5 separate regions of the Mus musculus genome follow, and all the other regions are linked to region 5. Evidence: chromatin contacts called from public Hi-C, HiChIP or PLAC-seq and promoter capture Hi-C data. All regions are on one chromosome and are shown on one strand. Each heading gives the region's core, a stretch centred on a gene start, on an enhancer-like site or on the middle of the called end of the contact. The rest is flanking DNA. Distances are from core to core; before and after follow the strand shown.

Region 1 (2,700 bases), core at 61-2,560, 1.7 Mb before region 5:
CCCCTGTGGGCAATTGATCCTTTTGCTAAGCTCCTTGGTTTTTTGTTTTTTTAGTTTTTTGAGACAGAGTTTCTCTGTATAGCCCTGGCTGTCCTGGAACTCACTCTGTAGACCAGGCTGGCCTCGAACTCAGAAATCTGCCTGCCTCTGCCTCCCAAGTGCTGGGATCAAAGGCCTGCGCCACTACGCCCAGCTGCTAAGCTCCTTGGGGACAGAGGGTTCTGAGGGCTGCCTTATCACTCCACACCCTCAGTGGGAAAGATTTCTAGCCATCAGAACAAAGCACTGCAGATGTTGGGACTGGACTTGGCCCAGAGGACAGAGCAGAGTCGCAGGCTCCCACCCCTCCACCCCTTACTATCTTCTGTGCATGACAATCTTCATTTTCCGGGAGCCTTGGCTCTTGTTCCCCACTTCAAGGGGCCCTGCCCTCTTCAGTCCTCCTCCTTCATACACAGGGCCACTTGTAGAGCCGAGGCCACCTTTCTCGGGGGCAGGGGGAAGGTTGTGGGGGGTGGCTAATGAAAATCTGGTAGAATATAGTAAAAGCCCTTGCCCATAAGACAGAAGAACTGAGAGGCACCCATTCAAAGAGGAGGAGGAAGGAAGGAAAGGAAGGACAGGGAGCGGCAGCCCTGGCTGCGGGAGTTTGAGTTTAAGTCTCCTTTCTTTGTAGGGCAGCCTCCTCAGGTCTCCATTGAAGGGCCAGCCAAGGCTCCACCTGCCCTGAGCACCATGGGACCCCTGGGTGCTTCTCTGTGGAGCTTGCCGCTGGAAGCGCTCTCAGTTGGGTGTGCACATCAGAATCCCCACTGGGACTGGGGAGAGGAAGTGTTAGGAGCTCTAAGGCAAGCAGGCTGCCTACCCCACAACACCCAGACAGAGCTGGGGTGGGCTCCGGATTCTTACTCGGCTACAGGGTCCACCCTTTGAGAAATACAAGCCTGGACTTGTTCCCAGGAACAGGACCAGTGCCTGGCATTGCAAAAGGAGTCAGGCTTAGAGGTTGGAGGTGGGTTTGGCCCCAGTTTCTAAGGACAGCCCATACTCTCACCACCCTTGGTCCCTCCTAACCAGTACCCAGGGAGTTCCTAGAGGGCCTCTCAAGGACATCACTGGGTCTCAGGGCGCAGAAGCCAGCTACGCTTGGGGTCAAACACTGACTGACCTGGGATCTTCAGGCTTTGTGGGTTCGGGGTCCAGGAGAGTCACATGCCCCAGTCCGATCTCTTTTTGCAAGGTCCAACTAGATGGCTGAATGTCTGCCGCAATCCTGAGTTCTCCTTTTGAAAACAGGAAATGGGCTGAGTGATCTCCTTCAGGGGCCCCAGCTTATTGGTTGCTGAAAGATGTACATTGAACCTCCTAGACAAATATCTGCAGTACATCATACAGGCCACGTGGGTCAAGGCCACCAACAGGAGGACAGTTTAACTTCACAGCAGCTTTAAGCAGCTTGATACGTATTAGACACCCGAACGATAGCTGGCATTTGGAGAATTCATTTCAAAGTCCTTTGTTTTAGTCCTTTTCTGTGGCAATGACAGAAGACGATAAACTGAAGGAAAAAAAATCACACACACGAAAGTTTATTTAGTTTATAGCTCTGGATCCGGAACATGCAAGAGCACACTGGTAGTGTCTGTGAGGGCTGTCCTGCCGCATGTGACATGCCATGGTAGGAGGTGGACAGACAAGAGAAAGCTTACCTTATGCACCCCAGTTTCACAGTTACAGCATAAATCCCTTTATGAAGACTGTCCTTATGACAGTCAACTCTCAGAAGACCCTACCTCCCAAACCCATTATGTTAGGGATCTCAGTCTAACATGAGGATTTGGGGATACATTCTTTTAATAGTTATTATCCTAGCTATGAGCTAGGCATAATGGGGCCCTTCGTGTTCTGTTGACAAGCTGGAGAACTGAGGTTTGGTGCATGGAGCTGGTGGGATGCGGAGCCAGTGCCTGACACAGAAAGGTCATGGGATAGGCTAGGGTACGGCCCAGGTGGACATCTTGCACTCCCCTGGCTGTGAATGAGCCAGGCTGTACCTTCTCTACCCTTGGCATGGCTAATACTTCTTGAAGCCATTCTACAGTGTGGGCAGGGGTGTCACCTCATAGCTTACAACACTGGGTCCCACAAAGGATAATTATGGTAGACATTTTACAGGCTTATTTCCCACCCATCTCTTCTCCGTTGGAGTCCATTGCCTTCTTTGTCTTTTATCGAATTGCGTTAATGGCTGAAGATAGGCCGAGAGGGTTCCTTTGGGTACATGTGCTTCTTAATCTCTTTTTCCTCCCGAGGCTCACATTTGCACTGAAAGGATCTTGTGATGAATAGATGCTGTCTACCATGCTCAACTAAATCAATCTTGCTTTTCACTGTCACAGAGGTTTCGCCCTCATTTGCATCTGCTTCAACCCCACAGGCCCTCAGGAAGCTTATGATGAGTCAAGGTGTACAGAACACTTAATGGTGTCATGCTGAGCGTGTGAGGCTGGCAACTGAGGGCATACTAAAATCCTCATCGTTTGCCTTTCTGCTCAGGACTCTGTACAACATCCTGCCTCTCTGCACCACCATCACTATCATACCAAGAACACACATATCCATAAGAATTTGGTTTTGGCAAGAGCTTGAGAGAACTACTGTGCATGGCGTGCCTCTGGCTAGCCAGTCCCAGCTGCAAGG
Region 2 (2,700 bases), core at 183-2,682, 1.5 Mb after region 5:
GAAGACACTTAGAACGCTGTGCGGGGGGTGTGTGTCCGCGTCAGTGTCTGTGTGTCCGTCCCCGCCCTTCCACCCCCTCCTTCACCCTTCCCCAAATCTCGAGTCTGACGTCGCGCCCTCTTATTCGACTTTTCCCTGCGTCTCCTCCTGGAGTCGCCAATCACCCGGGAGCCTTCTGGGCGAGGCGGCCCTCCCCCGCGAGTACAGAGCGCCGGGCGGGGCGGGGCGGGACTGGACTCAGTCTCTTCCCGCCCCCTCCTGCCCGCACTCGGAGGGGAGAGCCGAGACCACGAGTGGCGGCTTAGTACAGGGTCACCTAGCCCCTCAGGTCTTCCAACTCCTCAATTCTCAGCCCCCTTCGAAGCTGTAGTTCCGGGTTGGGACAGGACCCTGGACCAAGGCAGGCTTCCGGGGCTTCCCGCCCTCCCCCCCCCCCCCCCGTGGCTCCCTTTGCACTTTTCAGCTCTGGTCCCTAGGTCGTTCTCCAAAGCCTAAGCCTGCAGCTAAAAGAGTGAACGTGCTGCCTGGGAGTTGGGAGTGCTGCCTCTCCGAGCTTTAAAAGACCTATTCTGTGCTGGGTGGGGGGAGGGCGGGGGAACCCCGCAGTTTGCTACATTTACACCTCCAGGGTACCTTGTTGAGAATCCTCACAAGAAATAGTGAGTTTGGCGCCTAGGTGGTCTGGTGGAACAAGCAAGGAGTTGGTGGAGCTCCTGGCTATGGAGTGGGGGAGGAGCAGAGAAACTTAGAGCCTAGGCTCTGGGAACTTTCCGAAAGCTCTTCCGAGAAGTTTCTATGTTGGTGTGATTTTTTTTTTTTTAATTGCGACCATTCATTTCACTATCCCCCTCCCCTTTCCGCTCTCTGGTCCCCAGACCCAGCGTTTTTCTTTTGGCGAGAATTCCCCCAGAGCCGTAGAGAGTGTGCATTGTGGGGGCGGGGAGCAAGACTTTGGTTTTATGGTAGGATATTTCCTAAATCTAACTTGAAATGTGAGTGTCCAAGTGCCCACCGTCACGGATTAGTGTGTGCAGTGGAAAGTCATACTGAAATTCCCGGGATAGCTGGAGCTCCCAGATAAGGCTGTAGCGGCGACCCACGCGCGGGCCAGGCCTGCTGTGGGCCTGCGGACTGAACAACTCCCCGGCTGCGATTCTTCAGTAGAGTGAAGAGCCCTAGCTTAGAGGCAGAAAAACCACCCCAAGGGCCTCCGACTGAACTAAGAATCAAACCGGAACTCGCCAGCTTGGAGGAATCTAAGGGTCCCGGGCTGGCCGGGCTCTAGTGTGAATACAGTTAGGGAATGGATTTCTTTCTCCCTGGCCCTGGCCTCCAGTTTTGACCCCCATGTCCCACCTCTGGCTGCATTCCACTGACCTTAGGCTCCAGGAGGTACTAACTCAGAAAATTAGTGGGAGAAACACAAACAGAAGTTTGGGGAGCTACCAAGTCTAGGGTTCGATGTCAGCATGTGGGGTCTTCCTAAATTGAATCTGTGCAGCTTCTCTGTGGTCTCCTGGTCTCCTTGCCTGGTGCTGGAGGTTGGCTTTAAGGTGAGCCTGGACAGAGGAGGCATAGTAGGATCAGCTCAGGCCTTCGAATGGCTTCCCCGCAGCCTGATTCCGTTTCTGGTTAAACCTGTCACAGGAAGCCAGGGCTCACCTGCTCAAGCAAAGGTCTTAGGGTTGTAGAATAGAGGTGACATTATTTTCCAGGATCTTTCCTGTGTATAGGATGGTGAGTCTTTTAAGACAGCCGGGACGACCTACCTACACAGAACTGGACCAGACCAATGGGCGACAGAGCCAGATTGCAAGGTGGGCGAAGGGGTTTCGCTGTACATGTCTGGGCAAAACCACGAGTATTTCATTCCTTTTTGTTTGTTTGTTTGTTTTGTTTTGTTTTTCAGAAGGGAAAGAAAAACAAAACGCAACACCACACAACAACACCACACAAGAGCCTCTGAGATGCTCCTTCCTTCCTTACTGCATTAACCAGCTATCGACCTGGTTGTGTCCGATTGCGATGATGGGCTGAGAGAAAGAACACCGGAAGAGCCAGGCTGTTCTCAGGAAGGACTCACGCCGGCCACGGGGCCGCCCCTGGCCCAGAGGGTGAACCTCTAGACCCAGGCATGAACCTAAGAACCTCGCTTAATTAGATTCCTCCAGGCATCCCAGGCCTGGAGTAGAAACAGCTACCAGTTACCCCGTGACCAACTGGGAAGAGCTTTGGTCTGGCCCTGAAATCAGCAACCCACGCCGGGACCCAGTATCCCAAGCGACTGGAGTCACTGCATGGCTCTGATTCCTCAACAAGACCAGGCCAGTGGAACTCAGCTCTTAGACTAAACTCGCGAGTCCGCGGAGAGCTGAAGCTTTTCATGGGATTTTTAATCCAGGAGATTAGGTCAGACAGACAGATTCGCACAGAGAGTGAGGAGAAGCAGGTGCATCGGGAGTTGATTGGGGAAAGACCTGAGCGCAACAGCAGGAGACCAGCAGGAGCTTCTCCCTCACCCCCTCTTTCTCCCAACAGGCACAGTGCACAAAGCGCTCGCCGCGGACGCTCTGTGGTCTGGGATCAGGGCGCCAGGAGCATACAGAAAAGGTGTACGCCGAGGACACGTGGCGCACGAAGCTGTGCGCGCTGGAGGACAACTACAAGGGGTGCCCTATGTGTAGCCAGAGGCCCACCAGC
Region 3 (2,700 bases), core at 45-2,544, 1.3 Mb before region 5:
GGATGGGACTCCATAATACGTGGGGTGCACACATCCAAGCCCGACTTTGACGGGTTATGGGTGCAAGTGTGGAAAGAAACGACAGGAGAACAAACTTGGGAAGCCGGACCAAGCGACACTTCCCTGTCCCTAAGTCAGTCTCCAGAGCGACCGGCAGCACTCGGCCGCGACCCCAGGATGTCGCTCCTCCACCCCAACCCCCAGTTCTCACGGCTCGGAACCCCCAAAGGTACCATGTTTCGCCCGCTAGCCAAGTGGGAACGAGAGTTTGGGGGGGGGGTGGGTACGGAGAGCTCCCCACGCGCTCGGCGTTCAGCCACCCGGACGAAGTAAACTTCTTTAACGTTGGCCGCAGGGCTGGGCGGTGAGGCCCAGGCGACAGAGGCCCAGCCCGGGGACCCGGGTGGCGCGCGGGGAGCGGGAGAGAGCTCGCGTGGGCAGCTCCAGATGGCCTCTGCCCGAGAGATCGCCCCTCGGGGCGGCAGGGTCGTGGCCGCGGCTTCTCCGACCCTCTGGGCGGAGGAGCGAGCCGGCCAGTCGACCCTACTCCGCCCAGTCGAGGACACGGAACTCCGGAAAGCTCCAGCCGGGATAGGCTGGCTCTCCCGGGACAGGGGAAGCCTGGCCCGGCAAATTGAAATCGAGGAAGCATGAAATAAAATCAGACGCGCCGAGTGCAGAAGGCGAAAGCGGCGGTGGGCGCGGGGCCCGCCGCGTGTGCGTGGGTCCGAGTGTGCGTGTGAGTGCGTGTCTGTGTGTCCGCGGCGCCGGCCGGAGCACTCACCATCTCGCCGGGGGAGCGAGGCCACTTCGGGGTCGGATTGGAAATGTTGAGGCTTCGCTTGCTTCCTCCGCGACATGCTGGCTCAAACATCAGCTGGGGCAGAATAAAAAATTACTAAAAAAAAATCTTCTCAAAATTACGGAAATCGAGCGGCGGCGGCGGCGGCTCCCCCCGCCCGCCGGCCCGCCCGCCCCCTCCCCGGCTCCCCGGCCCCGGGCACAGCGCGCATGTGTCCTGCTATAATTATGATTATCAATAATGCATTGCGATTAATCATAGAGGGGCTCTTTGAAAGGCGATTGGCACCGGGCCAGCGCTATTCAAACCCGCTCGCCTTAATCAATTAGTTCGTGATTTGCTGCAGACCCCTGTCTCTCCGCGCGCTGGCCCAATAAGCCGGCCGCGGGGCTGGCTCTGCGCGCCGCGCCGCCCGACTCTTGGTTAACCCTCTTGGCGACCGCCGGGGACTCCGCGGCCCGGCCGCCGGGGGCCTGCCTCCTCGCCACTGCGCGCCCAGCGCCCCGGCCGGCGCCCCCCGCTCGTTCCCCTCCCCCCTCCCCCGCCCTCCATCCCGGGCTGGGCCGACCCGAATTAGCATGCTCGCCCGGGAGCCTAGCGGAGCAGGGCCGCGTGGGGGTGGGGCTGGCGGCGGGGGCTGGGGACCCAGGCTGCGGGCGAGCGGCGAACTTCCTAACTCCCGCGCTGCGTACTGGCCCGCGAGGGGGAGGGAGTCCCGTGGCGGGACGGGGTAGGAGAGGGCGCCCCATTTCGTGAGTGTTCCTTCATTTTCTTTAAGAGCTACCAGAAAGCAGCCCACCCCCACTCTCATAAAAAAAAAAAAGCGAGTGGGGAAGAGCCAGCCCCACGCCAGTCCGCCTCCCGCTCGCTGCCGGGCCTCCCTCCCGCCTGCCCGCCGCCTGGCTCGGAGATCCTTCGCCCAGAGTTCTCCACTCTCAGGATCCCGGGCTCGCGGGGGTGCGGAGAAGAGGACCCAGGAAAGGTTTGGGGACGTGATGGGTTTGGGGCTTGGGGGGAGGGGCAGTTTTCTCGCCACCCCATCCTCTCCCTGCCTGGGAGCGGCGACCCTCCAGCCTCTTGCTGGCTCCTTAGCTCCCTTTCTCTACCTTGGACATTCCCGGGACAATTAGGGCTGAAGTTTTCGGGAGAAGCGCCCCGAGCCCGTGGGATAAGGGGGCGGCTCGGCTCCGCCCAGGACCCCCTCCCGAACCTCCCCCCGGCCGCCCCGGTTGGCTGCAGGGCGCGTCACTCCGCGGGGAGGCGGCGGCCACCGTGGCGCCGCCAAGCTCCGGGCGGGTGGAGAGCAAGGACCTGCCTGAGCTCCGAGTTCAGCTTCTGCGGGAGGGAGGGGAGGGGCGCAGCTAATTCTGTGCTAAGCAGCGCTCCCCTGGCCTGGGTGGTGCTGCTGGAGCCAGACCCTAGGCACCGCCTCTACCCTGGACCCTAGTGCTCCGTGTCCTAGGGGTGGAGGCCGCCACCTCGTCGCAGACGAGGTGGCTACCCGGAGTGAGTGAGCATGGAGGGGGGGTCCTGTTCGTTGCCCTGCTAGCTACGCCGTGACTCGCCTTCACTTTTCCGACACTTGCTACGTGCGGCGCCCAAACTTTTCTCTCCATCTCTCTCTGTTTCTCTCCCAGAGCTGGGAGCCAGCCTCTCTTACCCGCTCACGGGACCCAGGGATCCGGGCCCTGTACTCCCTCTTCCGGGTTTGGGCGCCTGCGAACCTGAGGCTTGGTCCTCGGCTTAGTTTAGACCTCCTCCTGCCTCGGGGTTTCCGCTCGCCGAGGTTCCCGAAGTCCTGCACCCGAAGGACTAAACTAACTAAACTTCGGCTGAGTAATGGGGGTGGAGGCGGGGGAGGGGTGCAGATACACAATCCTTGCCCTATCTCGCGATCA
Region 4 (2,700 bases), core at 151-2,650, 1.8 Mb before region 5:
AGGGGATAATTTTGTAGCAGGTTGGCCATTCCTTTCACCATGTGGTCTCTGGGGATGGAACTCAGATCCTCAGGCTTGGTGGCAAGCAACTTTAGCAGCTGAGCCATCTGGATGACACACCTGTTTAACTTTTTAAAAATTGTAGCGCCTAGGGCTCAGGACATAGCTCAATCACAGTGTTTGCTTGCCTAGCACCGGCTTGTCAAAGCAGTGCTCTGGGATTGACTCCCAGATCCCTTCCCACAAAGTGCTTACTTGTAAGTCTAAAAACGACCAACCACTGTAGGTCACCTGTTTATATTGAGTATCGCAGCACAGGGGAGCAGGTTTTAAAAAAATGAGGAGAACTAAGTCTCCATTGTACAGATCATAAAACTGAGGCTGAAGCAGTGAGTCTAGCTCTAAGAGCAGAACTGGTTCTTTCCCATGCCCAGGCTCAGATACCAGGATAAGCTTAGCGCGGGGACAGCAGAGAACGTCCTTCTAAGGACCACAAAGGTATATAGTGGAAGCCTTTAAGTCGCCTTCCCCTTTGCAGAGACCTCCCCAGACAAAACAAACAGGCCCTTGGGGTCTGCAGAACTGCAGGGGGGAAGGGGGAAACGGAAACTAAGAAAGATCAAAGATCCGGCGGTTCACCGCTCCTGGCCTCATAGCTTGGCAGCTCGCCCCGATCCCAGTTGGGCACTCAGGAGCCCATGGGCGAAGAAGAGTTGCGAGTGACAAGGGGACAGCTCGGGGTTCCTGTACACTTGTTGTTAACAGGAGTGGGCCTGAACTCCCTCTAGCCAGCAAGGTGTCCAGTTGATTTCTACTGGACTCCCAAATGGGAAAAAAAAAAAAAAAAGAAAAACCCAAAAAACAAAATCAAACAAACCCAAAACCCAGAGTAGTCAAAGAAAAGGGCAGGCAGCTGAAAACAGGGATTGAGCACTGTAAGTCTGGGAAGGGACAGCACCATGGGAGAGCAGTAGACACGTATGCTAGGGCATCTGAGGTCGCCAGTTATAACCTCAGTTTCCCCACCTGTGAACTCGAGCCATCCAGTCCCACTCTGGCAGCTTCGAGGAAATGCAGAGAAGAGGGAAGTCTCAGTGTCACCAGCGAGGGCAGCGCTGTTCCACCACCCAGCGGCCAAAGCCTCCGCCCGGTCCCGACTCAGGCCCCGAGGTTCGCACGGGGGGCTTGGGGCCCAGCACACCCAAAGCCCCTCCCCATCGAGGCTCCACCCCTCCCCGCCCACAGGCCACGCCCTCTGTGGTCCCGCCCATCGGCCAGCCCCTACCCGCAGGCCCCGCCTCTACCCGCCCCGCCGCGTCCGCCTCGCCTTTGATGGGCCGCTGCCGGCCAATGGGCGCTCAGGGAGGCGCGGGGCCGCGGCGGCGGGCAGGGGGCTCGGCGCGCCCGGGCGTCAGTCCGGCCGCGGCGACGGCGGCAGGAGCGCGTCCCGGCGCCGCCTAAGGCTGCGCTCGGCGCGCGGACTGTGAGGAGGAGGCGAGCGAGGCTGGCGCGGGGTCGGCGGCCGGACGCATGGCTTAGGACGCTCCGCCGCCGCGCCCCAGCATGGGGAAACTTCACTCGAAGCCGGGTCAGTGTCCTCGCCTGCGCGCCGGCCGCGGCCCCGCGTCCTCTCGCCGGTGCTAACTCTCCCTCTCCTTTCTTTCCGGCTCCCGCCGCCGCCGCCGCGCGCGATGTGCCCGCAGCCGCCGTGTGCAAGCGCAGGGAGAGCCCGGAAGGTAGGCGTGCGGGCCACCAGCCCGGGGGGCGCGAGGGAGGCGGCGCGGACCGCCCTGCCGCTGGATCTCATTACCAGGGTTGCCTCAGCCCCCAGCCCCGCCCCGGGAGCGCTCTTTGGGGCCCCTCTGTCCCTCCTACCCGTTCCCCACAGCCCGGTGCTCCCACTGCTGACCCTAACCCCCTCCACTTTGGCGGCGGCGTCTTCCCTTCAGCTCCCCAAGATCTTGCGCCTTCCTCTAGTCGCCAGCCCCTACTCCGGAGAACTTGGTCTCTGGTCTCACTGCACCCTCTCTGCTGACCCTCATCTCTCTCCTTCGCAATCCCTGCCTCCCGCGCTCCTTCCTCTCTGATCCCCGAACTCCTTCAGTCAGGGTATATTGCCTCCTCCCTTTCACCCTCTGAATCCTCCTAGCACTTAGGATCTCGCCGAGCCCCCTTCCTTGGCTATTTCGCTCTTTTGGATTCTGCTCCGTCTGGTGCTTGACCCTCTTGCCAAGTCTTTACTCTCCGGGCTGTGCCGCCTTGTCTCCTTCCCTTCACTCTCTGGTAACTTTTTGCCAGCCGGGGGGGCCCAGACTCAATGTCTTCGTGTTCTTCCCGCCTCAGGTGACAGCTTTGCTGTAAGCGCTGCTTGGGCAAGGAAAGGCATCGAGGAGTGGATCGGGAGGCAGCGCTGTCCAGGCAGCGTCTCAGGACCCCGTCAGCTGAGATTGGCAGGCACTGTTGGTCGAGGCACTCGGGTATGGCCCCCCACTCCGTTCCATCCTTTCACCCCTTTTAGCCTTGGGGAGAGTCTGAGGATCTCCCCCTACTCCAACTTTTAGCATCCCGCTTGCACATTGTTCTAAGTCCAAAAATCCCTTCTCAGCCACTGTGTGCCCCACTAGCCCTACTTGTGCCCTATGCTTTGGAGGACCCTTGTCGATCAAGTGGGCACCAGTCTCCTGCCCAGCTGGGCACAGA
Region 5 (2,700 bases), core at 26-2,525:
AGGACTCTTTCTCTGAATATCGCCCTCAGGGTTATGTCGCAAAGCTCTGTGGTGGGAGCAGTAGGCAAGGTAGACAACCGGATCCGGGAAGCCCACTGACTGCGTCCAAGGTCCACCTATGACCACCTGAATCGCTTACTCCTGTAAGTTTGTGCGGCAAGAGGTGAGGAAGATGGGGTGACCCTGAGGCATGATGTGGAGCTGCAACTCTGATCTCCATGAAAGAAAAAAAACTTAACCCGCCCTCCTCCGCAAAATAAAATAAAATACGAAAGCCCACTGCCTTAACTCGGAAGAGGCGAGCATCTTGGTCTAGTAGACCAAAGCGCCCTAGAGCAGGGGAAGTAAGAGGCACCTGCTGGGATCCTGCAACTTCAGGCTTCCCAGATCCAGACCCCAGACCCAGCCACACTCTATAAAGTTTGTTCATCTTCTCCAAGCTCCCGGGGACCAGCTCCTGACTGGGTGGGTGAGGTGAGATGGGCTGCGAAGGTATGGAATCTCTGGCCCACGAGATCGGGGACCCCCTACGTAGCGTGTCCCCCCACCCCCATGCACACATAGTAGGGGTGTTGCAATCGAGTTTACTAATAACATCAACAAAGAATCACACGCCAGTCTCGGCTCAGTCCCGGGACTGCGCTTCACACAGCTTTTAGGGGGAGCGGGGGAGGGGACCAGGAGGGCAGAGGGAGCGCCAGCAGAGGGACAAAAAGGTGGGTAGAAAGGGCACGTAAAGAGAAGACGAAAAGAGTTGGTCGGAGACTAAGGCGCACCGAGAAGCCAGCGGGTGGGAAGGAAAGATCAGAAAGAAAGTGCAGCAGGCTAGGCGGGACGAGGGACGCGCCCGGGATGGAGAGGTGGCCCCCGCCCCCGGCCCGGTCACCTTGCTGTAGCCGTAGTACCCCAGGCACTGCGCGAAGTCCAGGCCGGCTGGGTCCCCGGCCGCCGCGGGGTAGAACCTCACATCCATGCCGGGGCCGGGGGCTGGGGGCCGGGGCTGGAACTCGCCGGGGCCGCTACCCGCCTCCTCGCGGCCGTACGATCCACCGTCGAGGACGCCCGGCCGGGGGCGCCCGGGGACAGCGCACGGGCCGTGGGACTGTAGGGGCGTCGCGCGGGGGCCGCCGACGAGCCCGGGAGCTGCGGCTGCAGCACACAAAGGCGCGGCCACGCGAGCCGCGGGAGAGCGGGAGGCGGCCCGAGGGACGCGCCCCACCGGGACACCGAAGCTGGCTGCGCGCGGGCCGGGCGCCCGGGGCGCGGGGCGCAGCGCGTGGGCCCGGGACGGCCGGCGAGCTCAGGTGCGCGGCGAAGCTGGGACGGCGGCGGCGGCAGCGGCGGCGGCTGGCCCCGCTCCTCCTCCCCGGGCGGACTGAGCCGAGGAGCCGCGGAGACAAGGGGCCCGGCCCCTCCCCTGCCGCTCCCCCTCCTGCCGCCGCCGGTCCCCTCCCCGCGCCGCTGCCGCTCCGCCCCTCCCACCGCGGGCAGCTGGCGCGCCGCCCGCCCCGCCGGTGCGCTCCGCCGCCGACCGCCTCCGGGCTCGCGCCCCGCCCCGCGCCCCGTGCAGCCCCGGCCACCGCGCGCTCCTCTCCCGGCCTCTCACCGTCCCACCCCTTCCCTCCCCGGTCCTCTTTGTCCCCGCGGCCTCACCGCTCTCCCCGCTCCCGGGCCTCCCTCGGCCTCCCCGCTGCTGCCAGCACCGTCCCTCCTCGAGTCCCACTCTTCTCCCGTGCGACCCTCGCTTCCCTTGGCCCCAGCATCCCAAAACCGTCCACTTCTCACCCAGCCCTCTCTTCTGCCCCTACCACCTCGTCCCAGTTCTTGCTGGTGGGGGACCTGTTTCCCAATCCCTCTACCCTACTTACTCTTCTACTTGGATATCCCCGGTATAGACTCAGCCCAGAAACTAACCTGTGCAGGTGGCTCCTGAGCCAGGAGCCGGAACCCCATGTACACCTGTGGTCTTTACCAGAGGGGTGTTAGGGCCTGACCTTTCACAAGTAAGCAGACTTGAAGCTTCCCAGGTTAAGCCTCAAGTCCGGTCTCTTTGTATTTTCTTTACTCTTGTTTGTTTTCGAAAGGCATTTGAGTAACTGGATCTAGGCGGATCACTCGCTGCTCTCCTAGAGAAAATGTCCCTCTTTTCCTAAAAGGTTCTGGGTGATTAACTTCCCCACGCTGCACCCACCCACCCTCTTATTTCTTTCTCTTTCTTTTAATCTACATTTCTCTCCCCCCACCCTCCGCCCCCATACCCCCACCATCACCACCACCCTTGGCTTTATTGCTCTGAGTTAATTTGAAAGTTTGGCCTTCAGCCTTGGCGCTAGAAAATGTTGGCTGAGCTGTGAGATCTCCCTTTCTCGGTTCAGTTATCTGCGAACTACTTTGAACTAGAAGGGAAAGATGTTAAACTATTTCAACTGACAGTCTCTAAAGGTGTGGGGCCTGGATCACTTCGCTGGTCTGGGACCTGAACTTTTCCAGACATGCACGGATTTCTAAGTGTTCTCCAGCTTGCAACACCTATGTGTACCTTCCTTCACTCAATACTATACTTCAGGAACCAAGCAAGAAAAATAAACTTCAATTAGGTGGAAATGTGTGTGTGTGTGTGTGTGTGTGTGTGTGTGTGTGTGTGTGTGTGTGTGTGTGTGTGTGTGTTCTTAGCAGAAACTTGTCAGGGGACTGCCTAAG

Evidence for each region. Promoter capture Hi-C pulls out the DNA fragments that hold promoters and counts their contacts. Hi-C and Micro-C count contacts between places; a contact is called where the count stands out from the background. HiChIP or PLAC-seq counts read pairs in DNA pulled down with a chosen protein or histone mark.
Region 1: a contact with region 5 is called in a promoter capture Hi-C map of embryonic stem cells, with 6 times the contacts expected there. The contact joins the promoter of Snx20 here to the promoter of Tox3 in region 5. A contact is called at or near these places in 1 of 39 promoter capture datasets (embryonic stem cells), 1 of 484 Hi-C or Micro-C datasets (embryonic stem cells) and 1 of 115 datasets of contacts at active chromatin or transcription factors (embryonic stem cells).
Region 2: a Hi-C map of embryonic stem cells shows a contact between it and region 5, with 6 times the contacts expected there. The contact joins the promoter of Irx3os here to the promoter of Tox3 in region 5. A contact is called at or near these places in 1 of 39 promoter capture datasets (embryonic stem cells) and 2 of 484 Hi-C or Micro-C datasets (both in embryonic stem cells).
Region 3: an H3K4me3 HiChIP or PLAC-seq map of embryonic stem cells shows a contact between it and region 5, with 7 read pairs. The contact joins the promoter of Sall1 here to the promoter of Tox3 in region 5. A contact is called at or near these places in 2 of 115 datasets of contacts at active chromatin or transcription factors (astrocytes and embryonic stem cells).
Region 4: a promoter capture Hi-C map of embryonic stem cells shows a contact between it and region 5, with 9 times the contacts expected there. The contact joins the promoter of Nkd1 here to the promoter of Tox3 in region 5. A contact is called at or near these places in 3 of 39 promoter capture datasets (embryonic stem cells, hippocampal neurons and liver).

Annotation. Positions count from the first base shown.
Region 1 is chr8:88,634,818-88,637,517 of GRCm38.p6, forward strand. Snx20 (sorting nexin 20) reads right to left here and starts at 1,311. Exons shown (of 4, transcript NM_027840.3): 1 at 1,169-1,311.
Region 2 is chr8:91,801,904-91,804,603 of GRCm38.p6, forward strand. It overlaps Irx3os (a long non-coding RNA gene), which reads left to right and starts at 1,433. Exons shown (of 4, transcript XR_003947581.1): 1 at 1,433-1,817; 2 at 1,910-2,700.
Region 3 is chr8:89,041,568-89,044,267 of GRCm38.p6, forward strand. It overlaps Sall1 (spalt like transcription factor 1), which reads right to left and starts at 1,295. Exons shown (of 3, transcript NM_001371070.1): 1 at 785-1,295. The coding sequence starts at 860. It overlaps Gm3134 (predicted gene 3134), which reads left to right. Exons shown (of 3, transcript NR_166639.1): 1 at 1-229.
Region 4 is chr8:88,519,944-88,522,643 of GRCm38.p6, forward strand. It overlaps Nkd1 (naked cuticle 1), which reads left to right and starts at 1,401. Exons shown (of 10, transcript NM_027280.3): 1 at 1,401-1,588; 2 at 1,704-1,736; 3 at 2,344-2,477. The coding sequence starts at 1,564. It overlaps Gm35162 (predicted gene, 35162), which reads right to left and starts at 1,178. Exons shown (of 2, transcript NR_168470.1): 1 at 1,027-1,178.
Region 5 is chr8:90,346,977-90,349,676 of GRCm38.p6, forward strand. It overlaps Tox3 (TOX high mobility group box family member 3), which reads right to left and starts at 1,276. Exons shown (of 7, transcript NM_172913.3): 1 at 887-1,276. The coding sequence starts at 973.